Linked DNA regions of Mus musculus: region 2 is linked to region 1. Evidence: chromatin contacts called from public Hi-C data. All regions are on one chromosome and are shown on one strand. Each heading gives the region's core, a stretch centred on a gene start, on an enhancer-like site or on the middle of the called end of the contact. The rest is flanking DNA. Distances are from core to core; before and after follow the strand shown.

Region 1 (5,488 bases), core at 2,088-4,587:
GGTGGCTCACGCCTTTGATCCCAGCACTTAGGAGGTAGAAGCAGGTAGATGTCTGAGTTTGAGGCCAGCCTGGTCTACACAATGAATTCCAGGACAGCCAGGGCTACACAGAGGACCCTGTCTCAAAAATGGAGGGAAAACAAAAAAAAACCAACAAAACAAACAAACAAACAAACAAAAAAAAACCTCTGACCCAAAATCAGAAGCAAGAAGCCAGCCTATGTCTCTAGGGACGACTTAGGAACCAGCATAATAACCTGTGCAATTGACCCTAAAGGGCCAGACTTTGATCAATAATGACAAATTCTCTAAGCCCCCTCTACTTAGGAGTAGCCAGAAAGAGCCTAAATTCACCCCACTCTGCTCCCAGTCACACACCCCTGCTTCTAGCTAGCTGCCCCCCAGTGTCCCAGGGCACATTAGAAGTCTTGCTCTATCTACTATAAATATCTTGCTATATCTCACCTCACCTGCCTCAAAGTCCCTGTAAGACTATCCCTCCTGTTGTACTAAACTCTAAGCAAAGAGGCATTGGCTTCCCTCTTTGTTGTTCTTTGTGTGCAAATCTCTGTGTGTAGCCATGTCTCCAGCTCAGGGCTTTCTGCACAGCCGACAAATACTCTACTGCTAAGTCCAATGTGTTTGGTAGCTCTTGTCTCTAAGAACTATGCTAACTGAACAGCGAGCTGTGAAGATCAATAAAGCTATAGATATTGGTGGTTCTTGGTGATGGGACATTGGAGTTCATTGTATTGCTCTTTTTCTTGTCCATATGTCTGATTTTTCCCCCATAATAGATATTAAAATTATATTTCTCTTACTCTGCATTTTCCATTGGGACCCACTTTTTTTTTTAATATGGCTGAAATAGATTCATTTCTTCAAGTGAAAGGCAGGGACTGAATGTCTCTTGTACTGGTCAACTTTAGGCACCAGGGCAGTGAGCAGAATAGAAAATGCTGCTGTTAGGAGCTAGTGGGTGACTGGCAGTGAAGCCAGCCTCGGTAGTGGCCTCTGCTCACTGACACCATGGCTTATGGCAAGTTCTCTTTGTGTTTAATTAGATTTGCCTGCCTTTTCCAACTTACAGGCAATAAATAAGCTGCTCTAATAATTTGAAACGCAGTGATTGTATTTAAAAAGAAAGGAAAGAGATGGGAATATATAACTAGGTATGCGGCACATGGCTAGCATGTGTAAGGTTCTGGGTTTGATTCTCAATACGGCAATAAATGAATAAATAAATAAAATGTAAAGGAAACTTTACGGATCAGGTTGAAGAACAATGGAACAGTTGATGCTTAAGCAAAGTGCCGCCCATGCTGCTTGAAGAAGCAGTGTCCAATGTCCCCCTGAGCATCATGGTACCACAGCATAGGAGGATGTCTGGGTGTGTGCTGGGCCACATGGTGATTGGGGCTGCCTGTTAATTTATTTCAGTTTGGGCCTATAATCTTCGTAACCTCTGGGTCTCTCCTTATTCCTGCTCTCTCCCATTTTTCTTCTTCTAAAATGACCAAAAGAAATACAACTTGCCATTTAGGTGAGAAAAAAAAATTCATCTCCCCATCAAAAAATCAATTAGTCAGTGGAGAATTTTATTAGTCAATCATGTAAAGGTAATTAAAAATATTGATTGATGGGGGTGGCTGTGGCTGAGAGCTGCTTCTGTCCCAGCAGTGGGTGGGCAGACAGCCGGTGGACCACTAGGGAGAAATGGAGAATAAGGGCTTTTAAATCATTCCCCTATGCGCCTATTCCAAGGTCAAGTAGGGACACGTGAGACAAGGGACTCAGCTGACTCTGGAGTCTTATTCGTATGTGAGAATGGGTCCTGAACACACGTTTCTCATGTGTTCATGCATTGCATGAGACAGTATGTCTGCTCATGACAGTGGAGGTATGCTCCAAAGGGACAGGGATTCTGGCTTCTGGGTCTAGCCTTGTCTGGGGCCACTGTGTCCCTCAGGGTAGAAATGCTCCCAGATGAGAGACTGACATAAAGGGGATAGTGTGGTAGCCTAATTTTGCTTTGCTCAATACCCGGCTTGGGAGTCAGAATAGAAAAAGAGCCCCAAATACTGATTCTGTTACCTCCTGATGCTGAACTCCGTGCCTTGCAAAGCCTCACCAACGAAGTGGATTTTGCTCTGGACACTGCACATCGGGCTGGGTGTGGTAGGGACCAGCTGTCTCTACTCCACCTACTCTAGCAGATGGGGGAACACATAGTTTTGTTGTTCCTTCCCAGGAACCCTGGGCTTCCTCGTGGCATGGTGGTTAGTTGCCAAGGATGGAACCTCCTTGAATAAGGAGATAGCCAGGCAGAAAATGAATGTCTGTCTGTGGCCTAGCCTGTGCCCCAGATCCAGCATTACTTCTTTCCACAGATTTCTGGTCACTCCGACATCTGACAAGGACACTACCCCACTGTTTTCCTTCTCTCTACTGCTCATGGAGGCCCAGCTACCCATCAGTGGTGTAGAGTTCACCATTGATGTTGGTCCTAGCTCTTAGATGATTTACTGTATCGATTACCTTTTACTGCTGTGACCGCAGTACCTAGGAGGACAACTTAAGGAAGGCTTCTCTTTGTGGCTCAGGGTTTCAGCCCATGTGCCTTGGGCACTGTGGTTCTGGGCTCATATAGAGGCAGAACATTATGTGGCAGAAGCGTGTCCCGGAGGCTGCTTGTCTTATGGCGAATAGGAGGCATAGAGTGAGGCAGGAAGGGCCTAGAGATAGTATATTCCTAGGGACCCATGCCTGATGTCCTACCCACTTCTTACCTGTGGGGCAATATGGCTAGAACTGGATCCATGCTGCTTGAGAGGAACGTTGAGTGCTTACAGCCTACTGCTTCTGAATTCCAAACCTTAATGGATGTAGGTGCCTAGATCCTCAGGTCTGTTTGCCCCATGAGTCTCAACCCCTGCCCCTAAACCCAGCAGGTCCCAAGCCCATAGGCATGAGGGAACAAATATTTACCCACTGCTGGGTTTGGCAGCTCCCCTAGACCCAAGGCCTGAGTTGGGACCTCCCTGACACAGGAAATGAAGCTGAACTTTGATGCTCCAAGAAGACAGACCCCTGAGGTGTGTGGGGAAGGCTGTCCACCCACTTTGTTCCTTTGTCTGGGGTCTTCAGGAGAGAGCCCTTATCTGATGTGACTTTAGTATGTTTCAATACTTGGTCCCCAGTTAGTGGAACTGTTCAGGACGATGTGGCCTTACTGGAGGGGGTGTATCACTGAGGGTGACCCATGAGGTTTCAAAGGCCCACACTATCCCAGTTATCTCTCTTTGCCTCATAGTTGTGGATGTAAGTTCTCAGCTACTGTTTCAGTGCCACACCTGCCTGCCTATTGTCAGGCTCCCTGCCTTGGGGGGCGTGAACTAACCCCCTGGGACTGTAAGCCCTAATAAACTCTTCTATAAGTTGCCTTGGTCATGGTGTTTTGTCACAATGGAAAAGTAGCTAAGACAGCTCCTTAGAGACCAGGAACAGACACAGCATGTCTAGGCTGTGGGGGACATCTCCTTCCTTCCTGCGGCTTCTATGTCTCTGGTTCAGTCATCGTGACCTTAAATGCTCCCATATTGAAAGGTTCTGTGCCTGCTTTTTAGTCTGATTTTTTTCCCCAAAGTCACCTCCAGGATTGTATGCAGGCTGTTCAAGCTCCATAAAACTTGCTATTTGTTTAGACTGGCTGACATTTCCACAGTCTTTTATTAAAGAAAATCTCCTTGGGAGACGGCAGGATGTTTGCGCAGAGCTTATGCCCTCTGCCTCTGGCCCCTGGTGCCCTAGAGCAGTGGGTATGGAGTGGGGACTTTATCAGGAGCCAGCAGTAGCTTGGAGAGTCTGTGCAGAATGCAGCACAGCACCCAGCAAGGTAGCAGGGATATGGCATCTTTTTCTGTCCTGAAAAGAAAGGTGGGCACTCACCCTGCTTCCCAGATGCAGAGACTCTGGCTACCCTTCACCCCAGGTGCAGTGATCCTCCAGGTCTCAATTTGGTTCTGACCCAGGGTTCACGGGGCAGGGCACATGGTAAGTGGAGGCCACCTGTCCTCTGCTCCTTCCTGGAACTTTGGATCCAATGCAGAGGTTCCAGATGTTTGGGCTGAGAATCCAGCTCCGGAGACCAGACCAGGTTTTAGTCTGTCTTGGGCTTTGGGGTTCCGATCCCTTTCCTCCCCTTCATGTCTTGTATCAGCTTCTGTGACCCGACAGCATGAGATGGGCGGTTGTAGATAGATGTTATTTTGAACTAACATTCTTAATTATTGTTTGGGACCCGTCTTAGCTGCATCCTTCCTCAAGTCTCTTTGGCCAGACTCAGCAGAGGTGTTCTTTCTCTGCTTTCCCATGGGTTCGTCTGAAGAGGAATGACTAATGTCACACCCTTTACCCTGGCAGGGGTCTTCCAAGGGGAAAGGTGGCCTCCTCACAACCCCCCAACCCCCTGCTATCATGCATGCTCTTCTGAAGAAGGCGCCCTGTGTTCACCTCTCTTGGCCCTCATGGAGGTGCTTCTGACGATTCTCTCTGCTCAGGTCTGTCTTACACTTACCTCATTCCCAGAAGACCATGGAGTGACCATCACGTCATTTGGGGATTGAGTACCCAGTCCTCTACAGAGTAACCTAGAGGGAACCCAGGACCTGTCCCTGGCCTCTGTGCTGAGAGGACATAACCTCTTATGGGGTTACTCCAGGGAACAGGTTGTGTACCTTGAGCCTCCCAGGGCAGCCAGCCAGGCATCTTCATCTCTTTGCAGTGCCTGACAAACAGCAGAGGCCAGGTTCTGGAACCAGGCCTGGCAACCAGAGGGATCAGGGACACAGAAGTAGAGAGGGAACCTAACTGTGCAGTCTTGGAGGAAAGAAAGGTCAACTCAGCATGTCCGTCTTGCTCAGCCTCAGCACGAAGAGCCAAAGATTGTGGCTGGTTTGGCCTTAATTAAATCTCACCACAGACCAGGCATATGCACTGAGGTAAATTGATGGGCTCGAGCAGTAGCCTTGCACATCTGTGTAAACACCCCTCCATACCCTCCACTCTGGCTTTCACCAGATATACACAGAGGGCATCTCTGTTTCACTGGCACAAGGCTTGTGCTGGGTCTGACAGGATTTCCCGGGACAATGCCCAGCCATGAGAGAGCTGCGCGTTTTGCATGTCTCCAGATCAAGGAGACCAAAGCCAGCCAGAATCACTCCCACCTCTTTCCAGAGGGTGAGGACAGTGGGATTCCCCAGGGGTGGCAGATGGGGAAGGAGGCAACAGAAGGGCAGCCCATCTCACCCTTCCCTTCTCGGGTTCTCTCCATGCACGGGAACCACAGAAGTTTCTGGAACAAGGGAGGAGCCCGGTGGCTGATTTGGAACTCTTCTTGTAGCACCGCCCAATGTGCCAGGGCAGTCATACCTCGGTCACCCCAGGTGAGGTCTGGGGACCTCTCCGTGGAGAGGGCTGAGGGCCC
Region 2 (5,488 bases), core at 979-3,478, 44 kb after region 1:
AGCAATGAGGAGCTACCCATAGGCAGGAGATACGGGTCCTGGAAGATGTCCTTGGAAAACCTAATGCTAGAAAGATTCTTCCAGCCCCTACTTCCCTCAACAGGGATTGGGGCAGAGTGCACAGTGCTGGTCCCTCTCTGGTCTGGATGCTGGCAGGTAAGCAGGCTTGTCATGGATCTTCTTGTCAGTAGTGTCGGATACTGTTGTATCAAGCGCTGATAACATGTCAGTGCAGAGTCTGAGAACATCAGGATGTGAGCGTGATATAGCAATTATTAGGAACCCCGAGAATTATCCTGGGGGATTGCCTGAAAGGGGTCATAGCATGAAGAATGGCAAATTACATTGACTTCGCTCACCTATCCAGGTAGCATGATTGTAGCTATTTGGAACACTGTGTTGAGAAAGAGCCTATGCAACCATCTGGGTAGTGAGCATGTGGGCTGTGTAAAGATTTTAATGCCCACCTCGGGGACTGTTTGGGGGAGAGTGACAATGGCCAAATGGCACCCACCTTATTCCACAGATGGGAGAAACGGAGCTGCAGTGAGGACAGGGCCTGCAAGCTCTGCCACAGAGCGCATGCCTCACGCCCTAGCTCAGCAGTCCGGAGCACCGTGGGCCTCTTTCAGGGAGCACCAGGCTCTTCAGCTCTGTCCACGCTGTCAGCACAGGGATAATGCAGTGTTACATATTGCATGAGGCAGGCTGCTGATGAAGAGCATCAGCGATTCTTGCTTACAGGCTGCTCCACCTCTGGGCTCCGTGATCAATAGGCACCTTGGGGAGGGTTGGAGGGATCCACAGAGGTCCATGGACGAGATACTCTGAAGTCTTTTGCTAGGAAGTACAGCACATGGGCAATGCCGTCTGTGGTTATCACAGCCAAGTGGTCTGAGAGTATAGGACAGCTGTGTGCCCGTCGCTGCAAGTCCAGGCCAGACAAATGTGATAATGTCCCTTCATTCCTGCCCCTGCCAGTAATGTTTTTACTCCGCTTCATACTCAGTCCACCGTGGTCTGCCTTGCCTCATGGTACCACCAGGGCCTGGACCTCAACCCTGCCAGCTTCGTGGCCTCCAGCTGAACTCCTCTATTTCCCAGTGCTATCAGCTTCCCTCGGGTGACCTGAGATGAACACCTGTGGTGGCTGCCCTCATTTGACAAACAGGCATCTTCCCAGGTACCTTGGCCTGCAGGTTCTATTGACAGCTGCTGACAGCTGGTCTCCATGTCTTGCCTGACTGCCTTCCCCAAGGCTGTACTTGCCTTTACCACAGCCTGCACGGGTGAAAGAAGATATGGATGCTTTACCAGGAGACAGGGCAGAAAGAGTCCCTCAGAGGGACTCCACCTTCTACTTGTAGATGGTCCAACTCTTGCCAGGGCTGGGCTGGCTGGCAATGGTAGAGATAGCTCAAGCCTGACAGATGGTATGGGCAGGAATAGGGTGGGGATCTTTCTTTGTGGACTTGTGTCTTCCCTCCCAAGTTCTCTGAGCTGGTTAGGTAGGGGAGAAGCTCTGAGGTTCTCACTCAGAGGAAGTAGTGCTGGCATCTGAATCCCCAGTAGGCAATGGGATGAAACCGTGTTCTGGCAGGAGGCCTACACCACAGCAGTTTTCTGCTGGTACCTGATGCTTGTAACCAGGACATGGTCCTCCTGCAAAGTGACTAGTCCCCTGTCTTCTGCCTCAGCCTGAAGTAGTTGCTGTCCTGTAGCCTGGTACAGCCCCATTCCCTTCTCACCTCCCTGCTTCATCGTTTCTCAGCCTGATCTGGCCCTAATTTTAGGGGTAGGCTGCAGTGCAGGATCCCTGGGAAACTCTAACTTGCTGGATCAAGAGACTCGGCTATTAGCTCCTGCCCTGCCTCTCTCATCTGTGAAACCAGGTCACACCAGATCACCGCCTGATTTCCATCAGCACTGTCTCTCAGAGGGTCCCCAGGGTTCTGTGAAAACAGACTGGCCCATGGCCCAGCCCATGGAAGGTACAGTCTCACTCTTGCTCTCCTGTCTCCAGATAGGATCATCATCAATAAAAGTGTCTCCATATTTCATTAAAGTGAATTACTGATGGTTTGTCTGGGGGGTGTGGGGGAGTGGCAAAGTGCTGGAAGCCGACAGACAGAAGCTTCCAGGGAGCACAGAGCCAGGGGAGCAGCCAGACACCAGGCTGGGTAGGGCTGGCACTGGGATTCCAAGATCCCCAGACCTTGGAAGGGACCTGATTGTAGGGAATGGCTTGTTCCCGGATGTGCTAGGCTAACCCCCTGAATCATAAGCTAGCCCAGTCTGGCTCCACTCCCTGATTAGATGACAGTTGATCTCAGCTGTAGGTCTCAAAGGGCTATGAGCACTCATGGGTGGGAATGGCAGTTCTCCAGCCTCCAGGGCATAAAGGCAGTGGGGTGCTGAGCACAGTTGGTGTCCTAAGGCCTGGCTGACTTCCAGGAGGTGACCTGTTCTACTCTGTGTGCTGCATCATTAGCTGGAACTTCCGTAGTGTAGTGACAGCATCCTGCCAAGGACCAGTTCACAGGTTCAAGGAAAGCAATGGCAGAGGATCAGCACTGCCCAGGGATGGAACACAGGGCAGATTTCATCTACCCACACTCTGCCTAGAGCCTGGTGGTCTAGCTTCAGAGAAGCATTGTGTCTCTGACCCCCAGGCTTGTGGACCTGTCACCAGGACAGAACAGCAGGCTTCAGAGCTATAAGAGTTCAGAGAGGACCTTTCCTCTCCCACAGCTGTCCCTCATAGCTCCTCCACAGCAGGGTGGCTCTTAGGCACCCCCAGGAGGGCAGACCCAGCAGCACCAGGTGAGAGCACTCTTAGTCCTCCTCTATCACTGGGGTGGGGTTGGATCTTCCTGTCCCTCCCTCTTGCCCTCTATCCTGAGGCTCAGATCTGAGGTTCTCTGTCCCTCTGCTGCCTGTCCTCCCAACCCCTGTGTTAATGGGCCACATCCATTAGGGCCGATGACAGGGACTGCCAGAACTGCCACCAATGAGATGTCCTTTGATCTCTGTGCAGCAGGAAAAAGGAAGGCCAGGAAGAGGAGGTGACCTTTTCTAATAGCCAGTGTAGACGAGCTCTGACTCTATAAACCAGGGTGCTGCTTGTAAGGCACAGAACAGCCAACCTTCTCTGGGAGAAAGGCCTGTATCTATACCAGACATTCTTCAGAGGAAGGACATGGACTCGGGTAGTCACGATAGACATCTTGAGGGGCTCACGGTACCCCAGTACACCTAGACCAATCCCAAGGAGGGTGGGAATCATTTGTTTTCAAACGTTTCCTGGAACCTTCTCCTCCATAAAAGGGTTTGTCTCTCTTTAGGAGAGGCCTGAGGTGAGCATCCTACATCCTTGGACATCTGAGGCCTCAGCTCTTCTCAGAGATTCCCCTGCCCTCCTAAGACCATCTGAATCTGAAAAGACTCTAAAGGCAGCTGGACGGACATGAAGGGTCCAGAGCACGAGGCACAGTGTGCACCTTCTTCACAGCACAAGTGCATCTGAGGAGTTCAGCATCCAGGCTGCCTCTGCCTGCCTTACCTGGGACTGTCCTGTGGATGCAGGTCAGACAGAGCCTAGGCTCTGACCCTGGGGTGCTGACCCTGCACTATGGAGGAACACTATCCTAAAGTGTCCCTAAGTGCTGTCTCACCAAGGGTAATGTCTTTGGGGCTAGTGACTGAACAAGAGGACATTCAACTGTTGTCCTTCTGTGCTCCATAGCTTCCCTTGATGCTCTCACAAACAGCAGCCAGTAGATCAGAGAAGGAAGAGAGACTTGGTATCCAACTGGTCCTCTGGTTCCTAAATCATCTCCTAGACAATGGCCTCTCCCTCTTTCCCAACACTGTGGGTTCCTAGTCATGGTCCAATGCAAGGCCAGGTGGGATAGCTGCTCCCATGCTCTGGAGGCTGCCCACTGCACCACCCTGCTAAGAGCCTCCAGCTCCCTGAAGTTGTGAGGCAAGCCTGAGGAGTGGCCCCAGGCCAAACCTGAAGCGATCACCCTCCACCACAGATGTGAGTCCCCACATGAGGCCCCTTTTGAGACCTGGTTGTGAACATTAGTCATCCTGTTCCAAGAGATTCCAGACATGGGTCGCCATGAGACTATTTTAGATAGATAAAAGGACAATTATTATTAGCAGAAGAAAGAAAGAAAGAAAGAAAGAAAGAAAAAAAGAAAGAAAGAAAGAAAGAAAGAAAGGAAGGAAGGAAGGAAGGAAGGAAGAAAGAAAGAAAGAAAGAAAGAAAGAAAGAAAGAAAGAAAGAAAGAAAGAAAGAAAGAAAGAGAGAGAGAAAGGAAAATGCAGAGCAGAAAATAGAAATTGCAAAACGAAGACAGGTATGGAGGCACAAGAAGAAAAGGGGTGGAAGGTGAAATGGAGCAGAGAAGAAAAAAGGAAAGTGTTGGCAGAGCCAGGAGAGGTGTGAGTGAGCTGGGGCCCAGTGCAGGCCGTGGGCAGTGTGGTGATAAGTGGTTGATGTGGCTGGGTGTGGGACAGATATTGGGTAGATGGCATTGGGTCTACTCTCTAGGACTGGTGACTTGGGTATATGGTTTGGGACCCTCTTGGATACTTATTTCACTGTAGGGATGGCAGGGTGTTAGAGGTCAGAGCCCCAGTCTCTTTCAGAGACAGCACTGTGACGAGAGGGGATGGTTTCAAAGCTAAAGCTGAGAGTGCGATCACGAGGATGCCATGGGCAACCGCCACTTGGCAACAAGAGGGCCCCAGCTATGGACAGTGAGCTCAGAGCTCTACTCTGGAGAAACGGACCCATCTTTTTGTTGTTGTTGTTGTTTTGTTTTGTTTTGTTTTGTTCGTTTTTTGGGTTTTTTGAGACAGGGTTTCTCTGTGTAGCCCTGTCTGTCCTGAAACTCACTTTGCAGACCAGGCTGGCCTCGAACTCAGAAATCTGCCCGCCTCTGCCTCCTGAGTGCTGGGATTAAAGGCGTGCGCCACCACACCTGGCTATGGACCCGTCTTAAAAGTGACCTCTACCACTCTCCAGTTAGACAAGACAAGATCACTAATCATGAGCTCACATTCACAAACACTGGTGGACTGCAGGATGGAAGCCAGGTTGATGGAATGGAGACAAGAGTGAAAGGCAGGCCAGGGCTAAGGGGTGTGCCAGAAAAACAAACAAACCACCCTGTCAGATACCTTGGTCTCCTTAGTTTCTTGGAAAAAGCTTTTTAGGGACCTATCCAGCCTTAGAACCTACAGGTACTATAGACAGCTGTCCCAATTCACACATTGTGGACAGTGCCAGCCTCAACCTCACATCTCTGAAGAGGAAGTTGCTTGAGCCATCAGCTTAGATTCTGGTACCTGGCACTCCCTCACTGTGAGAAATTCAGGAGGGCAGATGGTTAGGTCCACAGCAAGGTAGGGCAAGGGATGCCCATCCCCTGGGGTCATTAAAGGTGGAACACTGTGAAAAGTAGGGTGGCTGGAT

Evidence for each region. A called contact is a pair of places that touch in the nucleus more often than the background predicts.
Region 2: a Hi-C map of the N1E-115 cell line shows a contact between it and region 1, with 2.1 times the contacts expected there. The contact joins the enhancer-like site here to the promoter of 1700069P05Rik in region 1. A contact is called at or near these places in 2 of 484 Hi-C or Micro-C datasets (the AML12 cell line and the N1E-115 cell line) and 2 of 115 datasets of contacts at active chromatin or transcription factors (double positive thymocytes and embryonic stem cells).

The regions. Positions count from the first base shown.
Region 1 is chr6:118,245,117-118,250,604 of GRCm38.p6, forward strand. 1700069P05Rik (RIKEN cDNA 1700069P05 gene) reads right to left here and starts at 3,338. Exons shown (of 3, transcript NR_040527.1): 1 at 2,790-3,338; 2 at 2,095-2,204; 3 at 1,579-1,706.
Region 2 is chr6:118,290,218-118,295,705 of GRCm38.p6, forward strand. No RefSeq gene overlaps it. Among named protein-coding and RNA genes, the nearest start is that of Gm30498, 16 kb to the right of the region's middle. Within about 2 kb of position 2,229, at least 8 of the 459 cell types and tissues checked have an H3K27ac peak or open chromatin away from gene starts, as enhancers often do. A contact at or near this core is called in the N1E-115 cell line, where this site is marked.